Linked DNA regions of Gossypium hirsutum: region 1 is linked to region 2. The links are chromatin contacts, called in public Hi-C maps. All regions are on one chromosome and are shown on one strand. Each heading gives the region's core, a stretch centred on a gene start, on an enhancer-like site or on the middle of the called end of the contact. The rest is flanking DNA. Distances are from core to core; before and after follow the strand shown. Region 1 holds the start of LOC107901960 (arogenate dehydratase/prephenate dehydratase 1, chloroplastic). Region 2 has its middle 55 kb from the start of LOC107901959.

Region 1 (5,914 bases), core at 3,034-5,533, 55 kb before region 2:
AATAATCTTTGAAACATTGTGGTTGATTACAAAGTGGAATTACGTTGTTATTACATACAAGCATTATTCGACACATGCCATTTTGAACAGTTTACTTAAGCTGACATCAAGTTCCTATAAAATGAGAACAGAGATGGATCCAAACAAGATAAAGATGTGAAAATAGAAACTTCAACATGTATGACCTTGGCACAAAAACATGGATTCCAAGTGCTTCTGGTAGGAAAATATGACCATTACATGTTACAGATGTAATAAAAGAGTGTGAGACAACTGACCTGTAAATGTTCCAAAGCATTTTGAGCACGTTGTTCTGCCATAGAAGCTTCAAAGTCGATGTAAAAAAGATAGTCGAAGTACCTGGCACCACACATCAACCAGATCAATAGTTTTAATTTTACTTTTTTGTTTGTTATGATAATCTCCATGTCAAATGTATTATTATGCCCTGATTTTTCATTTCAAGGTAGTGCTGTTAACATCTTTCTTTTGATCTTGTTTAACCATTCATATTTATTAGGCTGCGACACCTCGGAAAATAGTGGAATATTACCCACTGCTCGTCAGATGTATATTAATTTACTAAGATCCAGTTTACAATGGTAGATATCAATGAATATAAAAACTTACTTGGCACTCCCTTTGTTAGAATCGTCGACCACCCTTAGAGGACGCCCTTTTTGTGGTCGAGACTCTATCTGAAAATTGATCCAAGAGGCAACATAACAATCAAAGTCTCCTCACATTACAATACAAGACAAAGATGAACACTTTGTTATAATTACCTTTGACAAATTAATACCCCTTAGGGAGAACACAGCCAAAGCTTTAAATAGCATGCCAGGACCTTCTTCTAGAGTAAAAACTATGCTGGTCTGCAAAGTGAAAGATTATCAACAAAAAGGAAACATTGATTCATCAAATAAAATAGAAGTGGCTAAGTTCAAGGAGTTATACCTTATAAAGCCTGTCAGTTCCAGGAATTATGGGTTCTCTTGTGAGTACCAAATACCTGGTAACATTATCATCCTCGTCCTGATGCATTATACCAAACCAAATTGGCTTTGTCAGAAAAATAAAATAAATAAGAGGAAATGCTATTTTACACAAGCCTCAAACATAGGAATCTATTCCAAGCCTATGATACCGAAACCAATTCATTGTTATGAAGCCAGCATTCGTCTTCTTCAATAATCTATGTGACACTAAAGAGGGGCAACAAAAATGAAGGTTTGACCTGGACTTTTTCTGCAAGAATGTCAAGCCCATATAATGCAGCGGCTCTAGCACTTGCTATTGCACCCATATCCCTTCTTCCACTCGAAGCAACTATCTGTTCAAGTATCTTAGTATGTAGAACATCATGAAAAATAAAACAAGAAATGACAAATTAGTATGAGGTCGTCTTCAAATGTACCTTAGCTGCACCAGCAGAATCATCAGCACTGACTCTAACAATGCCCATTTTGGTAAGTGCCATCTCACATTGAGCAAGTGCCTGAAAAAGAGCAACACTAAGACTTCAAGAATCTGAATCCCCAACTTCAACATGAAGTTTGCATATTTGATAAAGTAAATTCCTAAGTGATCTAATACATTTTTTACCAGTATATCCTGAAAGATAAGGTAACTTCCGGAACAAACAAAAAACTAAAACAATATTGGATTATGAACGTAATTAACCTGGGGATGGCTTAAAACACGTTTCACTTCCTGCTTTTCAACACCAGGCAATGCCAAGAGGCAATGGTTAACAACCAACAGTACCTCCCTCACGATGTGTAGCCTATGCCGGAGGAGTAAATCATAATTACGGTGTAGACTACCACCGACAGAATTCTCAATGGGGAGAACTGCCTTATCCACCAACCAAAGTTCAACTGCCTGTTAAAAGAACAAAACAATATAACCGAGAAAATTTCAGCATAGGTTCATGCAGTAAAAAAATACCACTAAAGTACTTATCATCCGAACATTGAATGCTGCTTCAAATTGGTCACATGGCACAGTCTCACAATTAGGGTATGCTTTAAGGGCAGCATCCTCGCCATAGGCACCTGAGATTCCCTAAAATAAGTAATAGCCGACATAAGTATAGCAAGAAACACGTTGGACATTCCATCAAAGAATAAATAAGTTTCAGACCTGAAAAGCAACCCGCAAGTTTGAACCATCATCAGGAAATGGAGATAGATCGGTTTTGGACAGCGGTTCTACAAAACAGTTACATATTCAATCTTAGAAATTGCATTGACCAAAACCCTGTAACGGTCCAAGTTATTAAAGATAAGACACAATACCTTATAAAAGAATAATACAAGAAAATTGGAAATAAATTTATAGAGCACGTCCACGATCAATGAAATCACTAGATCATTCAAGTACACGGTCCAACCTAATTAAATTACATCTGAATAGGAAAGATATTCATTGTATCCAAGTATGAATTAATCCTGTCCTAGATCACGTAACGGTTATACTCCTTTATCCGTACACATGCGGAGTGAGTACATTTGGGAGTCATTCAAACCTTGAACAACTCAAGTTCATCCACGTGAGAGTCCTATCCCATCCCATTGGGTTGACATTACGCATGATACTCAAAAGTTCCAAAAAAGAATATTCCTCCTACTCATAACTACACATGTTAGCAGAAGATGTTGTTCGTAAAAGTAAGCGATGCATGATTCAGTGCAAAATTTTTATGTCCGGCTTCAAACAAACATAACTAAAGATCATAAGCATCAAAAGCCATCAACAAAGTAAATCTCAACTGCCAAGCTAGGAATCTCATTTTGTATTTACTTTCTTGCTAAACCAACGGTTCCATGGGACCGAATAGTCCAAAATAGTTCCAAGCAGGAGACAATAGCAGCCATCTTCTATCTTTACATAGCTACATAACCTTGAAGCACATTCAAACAACTGACATTGAATATAATTGGCCTCATAAATGTAATTCTACATATCAAATGAAACATCATTTATCCTAACGAATGTTCCAACTGTCCTTTATTCAAACTCATTCAAAGTAGAACCTTTCATTTAGCTATAAACACTAGAACAACAAATGGACCCATCTACATTGCCCTTCAACATATTTTAGGATTCTTTTCAACCTCAATCAAAATATTTGCATCAAAAATAAAAAATGAAATGAACATTATTTCCATCTATAATTTCATTAATGCTAATTTATAGAACAAAGCATAGCTTCCATCACATCTAAAATTCATTCAACAACTCAATTAAATTATAGGAAGAGAATTATAAAAAAAAAATTAAAACCCAATATTAGTTGAAAGTACTAGAACCGAGTTAGATTACTAGGAAGAAGATTCAAGTCCTTGTGAAACCCCCTTGAGATTGTGTTCCCATCGTTATCAATCTTCCCAGTGGGAGATGTCTTGGCCCCAGGCTTCTCGTCTTCAACAAGACAAATAGCACTTTGTGCTGAAGCACCCAAAGCACAGCATTCCAATCTAATAGGCCTCAAATCCAACACAATCCTACCTCGGCTATACCCCAAAGCTGGTATCTCAAGAAGAGACTGAGGCTTTTGAGAACAAAAGAAGATCGGAACACACTTCAAAGCCATCAAAAAATACAAGAAATCTCAAAAACCAAATAACACACAATGCCAATGTCCTGCTATTTTTCTATCAAAAAAACAAGAAAAGGCCAAAACTTCAACCTCTCAATGAGTGAAAAAAAGAATCAAGTTTGGTGGTGCGGTGTTGTTGGTGAAACAGAATGAGAGGCAACTTGAAAGGAGAATGCAGGTTAAGTATGAATGGACCCCATAACACAAAACTACTCAAAAAAGAAAAGCCCAAACTATTTTTTTCTCCCCTTCTTTTCAACTGAGAAATCAAACAAATGTTACTGGTAATTCAAAGAACTTGGGTAGACTAGAAAAAGAAGAGGGTAGTTGGGAAAGGAAAGTTGGCCACACGTTTCCTTAGATTAGAGGGTGTTTGACGTCAAAGAAGGAAAGGAAAAAAAACAAAGGTGAAGCCAAGCAATCCAATGAGAATCCAATCTTCAAGAGTGAAACCTGGGTCCTGGGAACAACTATATCACCACCAAACCTTCCATATATGATATTAAATAGAGGAGAATAGGCAGCGTATAATCAGGGAATGGTTTTGGAAACCTGGAAATGGCCTTCCAAATTTCACAATAATGGCTGAGCTGACTTAAACATAACATTAAATTGTATTGGGGAAGAAAATAAATATTAGATAGTATATTCTTCCAAATGTTTTCTGTAGCGTTATCAAAATCCAGTTCAGGCGTTACTAAAGTTATTTAAATAAAATATCTCAATTTTGGACTTTTTTTTTAAGAAATCTTATCCCTTGTACTTTTTTTTATTCATATAAAATTGTAGCCTATTTTCACTTTTAAATAAAAGATAAGGAACTCAAATTCATATTCTCTTGTTTCGATAAATTTTAGTATTTTTTAGGTGAATTGTCAAATTGAACTGGAACTCTCAATTTTCTATTTAAAATATTTTTTGATCTAAAAAAAAAGTTTTTGTATTATAAGTTAATTTATATTTTGGTCTTTTATTCAAAAGTAAATAAATTAGAGTAAATTGGTTCATTTTTTTAAAATATCTCTCTATTTTTATTATAAAAAATTAGTTTATATATGTCAACATGAGGTGCATGTGGCATACAATGTATAATTGTTTAGTTATTTCATTAGTCAAGTCAGTTTTTAATAGTAAAAATATATGTTCTTTAATAAAAATGATCAGTTTGCTTTTTTATTTAACTACAAGAACTAATTTAAATTAGGTTTGATCATGGATCGGGCCATTTGCCTAGACCTGAAAACCCGCTCGAAAAAGTGGGAGAGTTTGGACAAAAATATAGATCCGAAAAATGAACTTGGACAAAAAATAACACCCGTTTTCGAAATGGGTTGGACCTAAGGTAAGATTTTTTTGCCTGGACTTAATCCAGAAAAAAATTTCTATTGCTGTTTGTTGTCATTTTGCTTTGTTTTGCTACTATTTTGTTATTACATTGCTACTATTTTGTTATTATTGTTTGGAAATTGTATAACTCTTATTTTATTGTTAATTTTGTTACTATTTTAAAGGCATTTGCTTGCTAAGTTGTAACTGTCTTAGTATTATTTAAGTATAAAGATTTTTTTAATGTATTTTCAATTTATTGGGAAATATTTATTTTAATGTTTTTAGTATATTTGATGTATTGTATTTTTTAAATTTATTTTTATATAAAAAATAATATAAAAATTTTCAATATGGGCAGGCCAGGTGGGCTCGGGTTTAGTATTTTTTTATCTGGGTCAAGTTTGAGCAAAATTTTAGGTCTATTTTTTGAGTCAAACTTGAGTATAAAATTTGACATCGACCTGGCCCATGATCAAATCTAATTTAAAATTACTCATTTTTTTAATGAGATACAATTTAATTCTTGATATAGGAACTTTTATGATACTTTTATCCAATTTTTTAATATATCTTATTTATTAATTAAAATCAATAATATAGTACATAATCAAGTTGTGAATGTCGTACAACAAAGGATTATCTGTATTTAGTAAGGTGATGGACCATACACTATTACTAGATTGGCACCTAAAACAAAAAGCTACAAACTCAAAACGAGGCACTAGGGCCTTTACAGCAGACATCCATTTCAGTTCTTCTAAGCTTTGTAACATTGTTGGCTGAGTGAGTCACTTTCAATTTAACATTCTGATGACTAGACTTGATTACCACCAGGTTGGGTCGATTTTTAGATTTGAGTTCCATTTAGCTTCAAAAATCTAAAATTCGAACTTGACTTGAAATTGAAATACATTAAATAACACTAATATATTTCTAATTTAGCAAGTAAATGGATTTAAAATAATAGTAAAATTAACCATA
Region 2 (5,209 bases), core at 771-3,270:
TTATCCCGTAATCCCATTTTACAATTATAATAAGGAATTGTCTCAACTAATCCAATAATGCCATGTGTCAAAAAGCCTTAAAAATTCTAAATATATCCTAAATTTCTTTAAAAATCATAAAATTATAAAAAATATAAAAATACATAAATATCCAAAAAAAAGAAATAAAAAATTGAATATGCTAAATTTCTGTATTTTTAAAATAAAAACATAATAAATTATTAAAAGTGCACGTTCAGAGACCTAAACAAAAACTTATTTAAGTTTATCCCATCAAAATTTTAATAAAAAAAATCTAAAAATTGAAATTTTATTTTGAAAATATGTTTTTTGAAATTTAAAATATATATAATTGGTAAAATAATCTCATCTAGAATGAGTCTTCCGATTAAGATAAATCTAAACATCTATTTATCCAGTTTCATTTCAAACATTTATATTTTTGTAATTTTATAGTTTTTTTATAATGTCTAGAGAACACTATAAAAGAAAATGATATATTAAGAAAATTTTCCAAGTCTTTTTTTTTATTTTTTTAGAATTGATTTTTAGTTTTTTTTATGATTTTTTAGAATTTTAAAGATTTTTTGGCATTTATATTTATGGAATTTTCTAATATATATAAGGAATTTTGACTTTTTTTAGACATCGTTTGATTGGTTAAGTTTTTTTTTTTTTTTTTTTTTTTTACGGAATGATAGTAATTTTGACGTGGGGATGGGTGGGATCTGGCGGGATTTGATAGGTGAAGAAGCAGTTGGAAAGGATTTTTTCAAAAATTGCTTTTCATAAAAGTGATAGAAAAAATATGATTTGTTCATAGTTGTTAGAATTTGTTATTGAATGTTAAAATGTTTTTTTTAAGCAAAGTTAAAAATTAATTAAATTACATGATATTTAAATAATTTAATAGAATAATAAATAAAGTAAATTTTAAGTACTATTTTCAGTAATTAATATAAATTTTAATAAAATAAATTTTAAGTACTATTTTCAGTAATTAATATAAATTTTAAATACATAAAATATTGATTAATATAATTTCTATATACATTTTAAATAATTAATATAAATAAGGGTATTTTGATCATTTTTACCTTCAAGTACAAAAATTAAAATCACCTAAATTTCAACTTTTTGTATTATAGTTTTAATCCAAAAATCAAATATTCTTAGTTGCTCTTGCATTGAAAAACTCTAAATGCAATGAAAAATTATCCTAAATCAGTTCCATGAGAATCATTTTTTCTTTTTTTTTTAATTTTACTGATTAAGTGCTTGGAGGAGGCTCCAGAGCTGATGAGCAGAAGAAATCGAAGACATGTGTGTTTGATTGAATTTAAGAAAACGCACAAAATTGAATTTTCTCTCCACCACTTTAATCAGAATGAAACCCACCACCTTAATTGTACAGAGTTTCATGGCATTTTGGGGTACAATAATTTCATTCTTTGGGGCACATGTTAGCACTGTGAAGATTTTTGTCTGGGTGGAAAAACATTGCGTTGCTAGGTGTGGGGTCTTTTTATCTTTGGCAGTTCACTCCAAGACAAGAGCCAATAATGCATAGGCGCACCAGGTTGGATATATGTAAGTTTGAGGTTATTCGAATCCGTAACTTTATTTTAAAATTTGAATATACCAATTATTCGTAAAATATTTTATTTTTATTATTAAAATTTAAATCTGAATTAAATAGTAATATTTTTCGGATTTTTGAATCTATAAAAAAATTAAATTTAATATTTTTAATATTATGTCGAATATCTAATTCATAAAAAAAATAAAATCAAATAAAAAATTTAATTTATTTTACATTTATTCATTTTGAAGTAACAATATATAGTTAAATAATAATTCAAACTAAAAAAATCATGAATGAGTTTACATTTTACAAGTAATAAAACTAAAAAAACAAAAAAAAAAATAGAAACAAGGTCACAAGAATGCACATAAATGGTCAAATGAGAAAAAAAAAACCTGTTAAACGAGAAATTGGAGGCCGGTGGTCGGTGGTCGGTGGTTGACAATTGATGGTCGACCGGTGCTAGACAATGATTGGGACAGTTTGAGAGTCAAGGGCTAGGGGGCTGTTGGGGAAATTTTAAGTTTTGATCTTTTGGGAAATCAAAAATGGGACTTGGGAGTCAGGAAAATTTTAATTTTTTTCTTTTAATGAATTTTGGGCTTTCCTCCAACAATCAGAATTTAAACGAGCCAGCGGTAAAATTTTTTAAGTCCCAACGATTTTTTCTTTTTTTAAATATCAGACAATTTTTCATTCTTTTCACTCAAATTTAATTTTTTCTATTCTCTCTAAACTTTTAATTTTCTCAAGTTTTGTTCGAAAATTTTCAATACATTTGTTTAAAAATTTTATAGTTTTATTTTATTATTTCATAGATTATTTATTTCGATTAAATTTTCATAAATGACAAGTTCTCTGATTTGTTTCGATGACAAGCACATTTACGTCACTCAATCGGTAATGGTAAGGAAAAATTTTAAATTTCTTTATTTTCAATTAAGTTAATTTTAAATTTTTTTTAATTGATATCAATAAAATATGATATATTTTCTATTGGTAATGAGTTGGATTTTACGACGCCGATGATATATTTTTCATTTACTTTTTGTGATGTAATTATAATTGATATCAATAAAATATGATCAATTTTTTTATATTTATGTTGCAACTCATAATTATCTTTGTTAAATTCTAATATATTGTACATAATTTTCCATATATAATATTTTATATGAAACATGTAACGGTTCGAAAGTTAGTGGTGTCGCAAAACGTGATTTCAAGACCCCGTTTTCATAAATTGTAGTAAATTTTTTTATTAAATGTTTACGGAGTTATATAGTAGGCAAATTAAACTTTGGGTAGGTACTTTTATCGAATTAGTGATTAATTAATGTACATGGATTAAATTGTAAAAATAGTAAAAGTTCAATCGCTAGAGAATTTTTAATTGGTACTTAAAGTAGGGCTTAAAGTGGCAATTTTCCCACTATATGAATGTTAGTAGACCGTGGCAAATACAACTAGAATATAAAAAAATAACAGATTTTGTACAAAAAAAATAAGTATTGTAATCAATTTATGTACAAAAAAAAATGTTAGCAACATTGAGGCCTCAATGTATCCTTCAAATGTTGACATGTTTTCTTCGTATGCCCTGAGTTCTCAATAGCCACATAACCTTTATTGATTGTCCCTCTCTCGAACATTCATATTTGTGCGTCTCCAAGTAGAATTCGGACGACCTTTTGGGAGGCGACCCAAGTTGATATTTGGTGCCAATTTGAATGGGGCGCTGGAAACTGGCGGCTGCATACCCTCACATGGGATGGATGGGAATTCAGATATCCATACTCTGTGCATACATTTTAGTTTGTACACATCGTTAATATAAGACATGTACTCTATTCATGCATTCACACATGCAACAATTACATGGGCACATGGGAATCGAAGTGTTTGGAATCTCCTACAATCGTAGGTCCTTTCTAGTAGGTCAACACAGTTTGCTACCCCTGACATGTCTTGGTCGAGTTAGCGTACTCCGTGACCCGAAATCTCAGGTTTGGACGCGAGTGACACATTATATACATAGTGTTTTCTCTCTCTGCATTTCGTCTAATTTCTTTCATGACATCCTCACATTAAATGTTACCTCCCACTATTTGTCCAACATATGCCTCAGCCCACTTTGGAAATAAGGCTACCAAGCAAAAGTAAGTTTCTTTGACAACCGAGGTTATTGACAAATGATGCGTCCCCTTCAATACGAATTTGATGCATTTCGGTAGGTTCGTTGTCATGTGCCCGTAATGTAGACCCCTGTCATACGATTGTGTCCATTATTCGAAGGGTATGTAAGTGAGGTAGTTCGCACCGGTGCTGTTGATGGCGTACAAGTTATCCAACATTTCATGGAAACGATGTTGGACAAACTCGTACCCTGTTGAGAAAAGTATACCCATGAATGCAAACAATGAACGAAATATGGTATAGCATGATTGTGGAAATAGTGACAACTACGTATTAATGTTAATGCATTGATCTCGCTCACTTTTCAAAGGCCATTTTAAGTGGTAGTTAGAGCCAACATGTCGTATACAATACCTACGTTTTGTGCGATCCCAAAGGCTATTATGTTGTTCAATAACGACTAAGATTCTGGGTCCTCTATCGGAGATAATACATATGTCGGGTTACTGGCAAACATGACGATGCAATTAGCTGAGGAAGAAATCTCAATCATATGTCTTTTCTCTTAGAGTTATTACAAACGCTATCGGTAGAATCCTCCAATTACTATCCTGGGCAATGCCTATCAACAACCGATGCTCATACCTCTTGTTTAGCCAGGTGCCATCAATTTGTACTAAAGGCATGCAGTGTCAAAAAACTTGCCTGCATTGATCGAAGGTCTAAAAAAATCGGTATATTACTCTTTTTTCAAAGACCAGACGATTGCGAAAGTACATTGGGTGCATTTCCAAATCAATTATAAAACTTGGTATGTACCCATCCAGTACCTGACACCTTTGCCACAAATTGTTATACGACCTATCTCAGTCGTGATGCAATTTATCCATAGTCTTTTGTTTTGTGACCCATGCCTTGTAGTACGACAGTGTGCAATTGTGTTAGTTACAAATGTTGGCAATTGACACGGGGATGAAAATTTTGGGACTAGCTTTCATCATAGGTATAATGACGTCAAATATTATGTTAGAGTCTAGCCTTAGATGATCCTGACTTACATCTGCAAAGTACGAGTTAAAGTTATGTTATCGACAAAAACGAAGACCATTGTCTATTACATTATGTCAGATATCGGGGGATTCTATCGTGCACCTACTGCATCACAAGTATGTGGACCGATATAATTTTTTATTATCCATAAGCCCGTCTTCTTTCAAAAAGATGCCATGATTTTTCATTTGCATCTTATGTCGCCCATTGCGCACTTTCTCTCGAATTTCTCTGAACGAAATTTTGTGACAGGATAGTTCACGTTATTCTTGAAGTTGTATCGCTTTAGTGCAACAAGAAAAGCATTTTTTGGGGATACTCCATGCCAACTTCCAATACCCGGACATTTGACGATGAACTTGCATAGCTAGGTGTTCTGTATGGAAGTTGTGTGAACTCTAAATCACCCTCAGCGGGGAGGTCGATGTTGGTCATATG

Evidence for each region. A called contact is a pair of places that touch in the nucleus more often than the background predicts.
Region 1: a Hi-C map of leaf shows a contact between it and region 2, with 4 times the contacts expected there. The contact joins the promoter of LOC107901960 here to the enhancer-like site in region 2. A contact is called at or near these places in 6 of 34 Hi-C or Micro-C datasets (anther, cotyledon, fibers and 2 more).

Annotation. Positions count from the first base shown.
Region 1 is chrD06:56,768,241-56,774,154 of Gossypium_hirsutum_v2.1, reverse strand. LOC107901960 (arogenate dehydratase/prephenate dehydratase 1, chloroplastic) reads right to left here and starts at 4,283. Exons shown (of 11, transcript XM_016828155.2): 1 at 3,328-4,283; 2 at 2,146-2,213; 3 at 1,975-2,067; 4 at 1,684-1,884; 5 at 1,418-1,498; 6 at 1,238-1,333; 7 at 958-1,035; 8 at 786-875; 9 at 631-698; 10 at 279-360. The coding sequence starts at 3,598.
Region 2 is chrD06:56,711,267-56,716,475 of Gossypium_hirsutum_v2.1, reverse strand. No RefSeq gene overlaps it. Among protein-coding and RNA genes, the nearest start is that of LOC107901959, 55 kb to the right of the region's middle. Within about 2 kb of position 2,020, at least 1 of the 9 cell types and tissues checked has an H3K27ac peak or open chromatin away from gene starts, as enhancers often do. A contact at or near this core is called in leaf, where this site is marked.